Linked DNA regions of Pan troglodytes: region 2 is linked to region 1. Evidence: chromatin contacts called from public Hi-C data. All regions are on one chromosome and are shown on one strand. Each heading gives the region's core, a stretch centred on a gene start, on an enhancer-like site or on the middle of the called end of the contact. The rest is flanking DNA. Distances are from core to core; before and after follow the strand shown. Region 1 holds the start of MLLT3 (MLLT3 super elongation complex subunit). Region 2 overlaps MLLT3 (MLLT3 super elongation complex subunit).

Region 1 (3,436 bases), core at 301-2,800:
AATGAAATTCAGAAAGGCAGGGCGGCGGGCGGACAGCCGCCGAGCCTCGGCTCGCGCTCAGCACCTCCCGGCGCTGGGGCAAAGTTGCGTGCGGCCCCGCCGCTGTCAGCCCCGCACACTTCGGCTCACACACGCGCGCCGCGGAGAACGCACCATCGTAGCGGCCGCGGCGCTTTGCGGAGGTGCGGCCGCCGAGGCTGCTCGCCGCGTCCCCGGACTGTGCCCGCAGCTCCCGGCGGCGGCGGCTGAAATATGGCTGAGTTATTATTCGCCTCCTTCCACCGTGTGTGTGTGTGTGTGTGTGTGTGTGCGCGCGTGTGTGTGAGCGAGAGGGAGTGTGTGAGTGCGCTTCTTGTGACTGCAAAGAGGCGAGGAGGGAGGGAGGCGCGGGGGGTGGAGGGGCGAGTGTGAGCGTGTGTGAGTGTGTGTGTGTCTGTGTGTGTGTGCGCGCGCCGGGGGGGTGGGGGAGGAGGGGAGCGGAGGCTGAGGGAGAGGCGGCAGCTCCCTGCAAGCCGTACCAACCTTTCTCTAATTGGAACCGCGGAGCGCTGGCGCTGTCTGGGCTGCGGCGGCGCAGGGCGAGGAAGGAAAGTGGGGGAGGGCTTTTATTATTATTTTTGCGCGTACTTACCGAGCTAGCCATGCCTGGGGGCCCGGAGGTTTGCTGGGGTGTTGTGTGGTACCCCCCCCCTCCTCCGCCCCCCCTCAGCTGTAATTCATGAAGAGGCTGCTATGAATGAGAGCGCGCCCAGGAGCGGAGGGTAGATGGCGGACATTCTCTGCCTTTTTCCCCCCGCGCTCGCTTGCTCGCTTGCTCGCTCGCTTATTAAACTCAGCCCCAAAAGCAAAAGCAGCAGCAGCAGCAGCAGCTCCAGGGTAAAGAAGATGATTCCGGAGCATGCGCCGTGGCGCCTGACACCCGGGCTCCGAGCCTCACAGGGCGGAGGGAGGGCTTGCGGGCGGGGCGGAGCGCGCGGGGAGGCAGAGCGAGCGAGCCAGGGGGAGCTCGAAAGAGCCAATCACCTGCCACCTCCCGAAACCCCGGCGGCCCGCAGCGCCACACTGGAAAGCCTCGCTTAAAGTAACAGGTTCCTGCTGGGGGGGTGGCAGGGAGGGGACGCTGGAGTGGGGAGAGCGGCCAGCTGGGGAGCCATCCCAGCCCCTGTGTAAACTCGCTCGCCCTACAATAAAAAACGGATTAAAACTGCTGGAATGTAGCCACTGCTTAGAGCCCCCAGCAGCCGGAGAGGGGGCGTTAAATCAAGTCCTTAGCTAGTACGCACGGGGAGGAGGGAGTGGGCTTTCTTTTACTTTCCACCACGTATTTCTGTGGTTTTGTGCTGAAAAGACAAGAACTCACACCCAAACAAACTTACTTAAAGAGAGCGAGAGAAATGCCATCCTGCAAAAAACGAGCATGAAAATAGCAATCACTGAGGCTGTTCTAACCCGCAACGATCCCCTGGCCCCCTGCCCCATCCACTCACAGGCACCCGCCCGCCACCGTCACTCCCCGCCCTTCTGCCACCGCCACCGAAAATTTGAAAATGAAATGAACAAGGGAGAAACAAGGATGCTATTTCCTTGCAAGGGAACGCCTTCCGCTTTGGTAATCCCCGGCTGGGAAGCTTCATAAAGCGGTGCCCAGGTGAAAGCAAGACACCTGGGAGTGCCGGGTAGAGACCCTCGGGGACCAGGTTTGGAGTTGTTTTCTTCGGGAGGCTTCCCCTCCTGACAGCCTACTGAGTTGCATCAGAACGTGGAGGATTGTCCTCTGAGGACGCGCGGGGCAACCGGGAGTCTTAAAATAGCAGATAAAGTTAATACTGACTGTAATGTGCGTAAATTGGATTATAATCTTTAGGCGTATTGGTGACAACCAGCGTAATCCATCTCTGGGTATTAATCCGGTTAGACTCCCGGGTGACAACCAGTCGCAGGAGTGTTCCCAGAGTCGCGCCTCTGCAAATGTTCTCACTCGCGTTGTATTTGATCTCAGTGGCCGGAGATAGAACAGCGCGGCCACGCGTGGGGCGCGGAGAGGAGTATCAACTACTGGCTTCCTTTAGAAACGCAGATAACCTTTAAAAAGGAAACGGATAAGATCTAGACGATTGATTTGAAAGTGAAAGATGGATGTGACTTTGGTTCGTTAAAAAAAGATCCTTGCATCTTCCTAGCCCTTAGACCTCTTTTGCCTTCTCTTTACTCCCCTTTTTCCCTCGCCTTCCAACTTCTTGCTGAACCTTGATTTTTCCTTCTCTTCTCCATGCCTTTCCTCTTTGTCCCTCTTTCTTTCCTCTTTGTCCCTTTCTTTCCTCTTTGTCCCTTTCTTTCCTCTTTGTCCCTCTTCCTCTTTCTGACTGAACTTCCTTGCTTTCCTCTTTTCCCTTTTCTTCCCTTTTCCACAAAAGCAAGTTGTCTCGGCCCTTGAATTGAGGAGAGCAGAATAGCGGGGCGGACGTTACCTAGGGCGTCCTGTGTCCTCGCTGTTAATTTTCAGTTCTCCCAGCAGCTCTCAAAAAGATCCTGGGAATCAGATCGGACCACTTGGAAACAACCTTAGTTTCCAAACCAGCGGCCTTCCAACTCAACTTTTGATTCCCTAAAACTGATATTCCGCTGCCTGTCAGTTATAATCAAGAAACTTCTTTGGCTTGAGGTCCCCAGTTCTTCCCAGCCTTCTACAGGATTTAGCATAGAATGGAGCAAACGACTGAAGGTAGAAACATTTTAATCTAAATCCAAGGGCTTAGATTTGTCAACTGACACACATATACATAACTGCATATCATCCTGTAGGTATATGCGTCGCTGTGTCTGTATGTGTGTACAAGGACTACGTTTATATTCGCAGAGACAAGCTGTGTGGGTAGTATCTACGTGAAGGGGGGACCTATTTGCTGTGCATTATTAAACTTTTGATAAAATAATCAAATTTGAGAGCAGTCCTTTGTAAAATAATATTGGAAACTAAAGGTTATCTGGATATGCCATTAGTAAAGCCATTTCTTATTAAGAAGTAACCATTAACAGCGAGTGTAGCTCAGGACACAGGCAAAAAACAACAATCCCATTCCCCGTTTGAGTTCATTTCAGGGTTTAACTTCTTCCGGCGCCAGCCACCGGACTCTCTTGAGATTGTCTCCAAAACTTGTACCCGCACAACAGATAGAGGTCTCTTTTTTGAATTATGTGTTTGCTGAATTCAGATTTATTCCAGCAATCACTAATAAGCCATAGAGTCTGAAAGGGTATTTTCCCAGTACCCCTCCTTCCTCAAAGAATGCTCTAACAACCCAATGTAGTTACTCCCAATCTCCAAATACTGGACATTTAGATTCCGTCAGTAGATGGCGCACGGAGCTCTTCCACGGACGTCCTTACGTGACCCCTTCACAACAAAAAGATCAGGAAGGGGGAGAAAAGAAAGAAA
Region 2 (3,568 bases), core at 11-2,510, 260 kb before region 1:
TCTTGAATCTCAGAAGGTTTCTAAGAGAAAAAAATTCTAAGTTTGAACATGGAAACAAGAATGTACATTACCAATTAAGTCAGGGGAATTTTGTGGGGTTTTTCCTGTTTGTTTTGTTTTTGTTTTAAAAAGGCTTCCTGGTCATACCAAACATTGCTAGTAAGCAATGCCAGCAAGTGACAGAAGAACACAAGAATGTATTATGAAAAACAGGGATCACTATCTAATTATCATCTGATTTGTGAAGAGCTCCCCTGAAAGGGGAGAGGGGGTACCTCTCTTTTCATATGCTCAGACTCACGAGTCTGTGTTAGTGTAACTGCATGGGTGCCCCCAGCACCATTTGCGATAAAGGCAAATGAAAGATTTGTGAAGCATTACAGAGGTCTGCCCTGGCCCTACAGAGCAGGGTTAGGGCTCTGCCCAAACCAGGTAACTTAACCCCATCAGGTGTTGTAGTCAGATTTCAGAAGCATGATGCACACTCTGGGAAAGCACACTGCACTAGCATCAGATGTCTTGCTCATCTACGTCTGAGATTCCTTAATATTCTATCTCTACCACAATTCTCTTAATTCCCAATTCAATGTGCCTGAAATCCCTTGGCAATGTAGGCATCATGGCAAATGACAGCATAAGGCCAAGCTTAATACTGAAGATATAAACAACACATGGAAAACAAACTACAAAGCACTGGGATGAAATACTCATCATTTGGGCATCTTGGGCACTTTGATGAAGAAAATGAAAGGAGAATCAGCAAGGATGATCAAGGGGAACACAAAGAAACAGAAGGCTTGTCAGTGTTGGAGCCCTCCTAGTAACAGACTGGAAACCTACCTTGTCACATTCACCATTCTTTATTTGCTTATCTGATTTGCTTTGCTTTATTGGACTTTTCACTTCAAGAATCTAGGGATCAAAGAGAACGCTGTGTTAAATTTTATTTCAAGCATCTCTTAGCTAACCAGCCACATAAACAAAGGCATCCACTGAATGAAATGTACAGTAACATTTGCTTTCCAAATAGCATTTCTTTTCTATACATTTTCCTTCTTCTCTCTAATCTTATTTTCCTTGGAAAATGAATTACTTAGATCTGAAATGCTGAGTCAGAAAAGTAGAACTAAAAAAAAAAAAAAAAAACCACAGTTGATGATAAGGAAATTGATCTAAGCTTCCAAGGCTGCTTCTCTTTTGCGACAACACTCTCACCATATGTATAGCAGCTGAGTTATACTGAGATTATAGTTCCCTCTGGCAAGAATTTTTTTCCTATTCATTCTGCTGTTTCAGCATGACTACTAGTGCTCAGTATGCTAGGGATGATAAAAACAAATACTCAAACGCCCTTTTTAGTACCTAACTTTCACATTCTAAAATTACTCATATGCACAAAACTGATACAGCTTTGGAAATGAAGATGGCCGACAATCTTCTGTGTTTTAAGAAATGATGTGTTTACCCTTGGTAAAACGCCAAGTGCTTTTCCTTTTATCTGGACTGATTACAACTTAAGTTATGAATAGCTTTACATACTGTATAGAAGCTTTGGTGGGAAGCTATGTTTCTACTTAATAAAAAGGAGAAGCAAATTATTATTTAATAAATGCAGCTGATTTCTTTGACAGCATCTTCAAAACTGAGGATTAAAAGGGAAGTATTTTTAAATGGCCCTCACTTGAAAAAGCTTGAAACCACTAAATTTATAAATGATGAGTGCTTACACATGTGTATAAACACAAAAAGCAAAGTAATTTGTCTTTTTCATTATAACTCATTATGAAGTGAGTTGTTATAATTGGAGACTAATATTAAAGGAGGAAAATGCCAAATAAAGGACCTAATTTATCTTAAGAGGTTTTATATTCCTACTGTTCTCTTTACCCATTCTGTGCCCTAACTTAGTAACAGTTCTGTCCACAAGTTTACCACATTCCGTAACATAAAGATTTTAAGAATGAGTCCACTTTTAATCTGTAGTGGCAAGAACACTGATTAGGCTCAGAAGCCCAAGTTCAAGTCCCAGCCTTATTATTTAATATTTTTGGACTGCAAAGGATGAAATGGGAGCGATGAACAAGATAACACCCAGATTCCCATTCAGCTTTAACATTTTTTATTACTAATAAACATTTTACTGGATGAGGATAGGAACATGACATCCTGGAAAAGACCAAATACTCCTGAAGGGGCATATTTTTATTTTAATTGAGAATAATGCACGAGTAAAAAGTGTCCTTTTAACAGTCTTTCCTGACAATCATGCTTTTTTTCATCATTTTTAATATGAAGATAACCAAATGACTAATTTGACCAGGCTAACTTAAAATACAATACTTTTGGCAACACAAGGAAACTACTTATTAGCAGGGCAAGGCAATCGTTTTTAACATGCTCCACTGTAAAGGAAACCAAATACTCCACTACATTCAGAATTTCCTCCTCCATTGTTGTTGGAAGTGAGATCTCAAGGGAAAAATCAGCGCTGAGACCTAGGAGTAAGTAGGTCAGTAGATGGCACTCCTCGCCAACTCAGATACTGGGCTGGGCATGCAGAGACAATCCGCTGAGATTTCAGGCAAGAAAAAAAGAAAAAAAAAGTGCCTGCCTGCTTGACTTGTGCATTACAGAACTGAATTTTGTTCCCATCATATCCCGCTGCCTCCCACGATCCCCTCCTCCAACTCCTGTACTCTGGGTGTTGAAGTGACTTGAGGACGCTGTATTTGCAATAGAACTTTGCTAACTAGGTTTAGAGAGTTCTGCCACCTTTTCTTCAAAGCAGAAAATAGAACATTTGGACGCTGAAGTCCCACCCCACACATTCCGTAAGTGCTACAGCACAGAAGGCCAAAATACATTGAAATCCTAGTTTCTTTCTTCTGAAGTTGCAGTGGCAGGAACAAAAGCTCCGGGTGTCAGTGACCCGCCTCAAGTTACTGAGTGGCTGCCCAGAGAGGGCTCAGTTAATCTTCCTTCTTTGATCTCTCCCTGCTCCAAAATAAACAGCTTTGTCAAAACCTCATTCTGAGAGAGCTGAGCCCTGCTGAAGACAATTGTTTTATTTATGATCATTTCTTATCTTTAGGGAAACAACTCCAGAATAAAAAAGTACAACACCTTGTCTTCCACAGGCTTATTTTAAACCAGTTTAACTGGATAGATTCTTTTTAATTTCATTCAACATGCCTTGCAGGCTGATAGGTGATTTATGATATTCTGAATATTAACCCGGGTCCAATGGATCACTTCCTTCCTTCAAGTCCTTTCTCCCCTCCCTCCCTGCCAAGCTTCTGGCTAAAAAAGATGTGGTATTTTGTTTTTGTTTGAAATTCACATAAGGGAGGTTTGGAGTGAAAAAACCATCTCTGGTTGAAATGATGCAACACTCTTTATTATTACCTATTAAATTGTACTGAGAGAAGCAGAGCTACCTAGACTGCCTAGCTACTCCATTTATAGATACAGCAGTCTCTGAAAATAGAAGAATTGTGGTTTAGTAGCACTTTTGTCTTTAATCTGAGAAAATGTCTTGACAAACGTTCAAGATTATATTTTTCTGTAT

The links. Hi-C and Micro-C count contacts between places; a contact is called where the count stands out from the background.
Region 2: a contact with region 1 is called in a Hi-C map of a lymphoblastoid cell line, with 4 times the contacts expected there. The contact joins the enhancer-like site here to the promoter of MLLT3 in region 1. A contact is called at or near these places in 3 of 7 Hi-C or Micro-C datasets (blood, a lymphoblastoid cell line and stem cell-derived neural progenitor cells), 1 of 1 datasets of contacts at active chromatin or transcription factors (stem cell-derived excitatory neurons) and 1 of 1 other capture datasets (stem cell-derived neural stem cells).

The regions. Positions count from the first base shown.
Region 1 is chr11:95,286,773-95,290,208 of NHGRI_mPanTro3-v2.0_pri, reverse strand. It overlaps MLLT3 (MLLT3 super elongation complex subunit), which reads right to left and starts at 1,550. Exons shown (of 9, transcript XM_016960675.4): 1 at 632-1,550. The coding sequence starts at 643.
Region 2 is chr11:95,551,008-95,554,575 of NHGRI_mPanTro3-v2.0_pri, reverse strand. The region is part of intron 8 of MLLT3 (MLLT3 super elongation complex subunit); the gene reads right to left. Among named protein-coding and RNA genes, the nearest start is that of MLLT3, 260 kb to the right of the region's middle. Within about 2 kb of position 1,260, at least 3 of the 24 cell types and tissues checked have an H3K27ac peak or open chromatin away from gene starts, as enhancers often do. A contact at or near this core is called in a lymphoblastoid cell line, where this site is marked.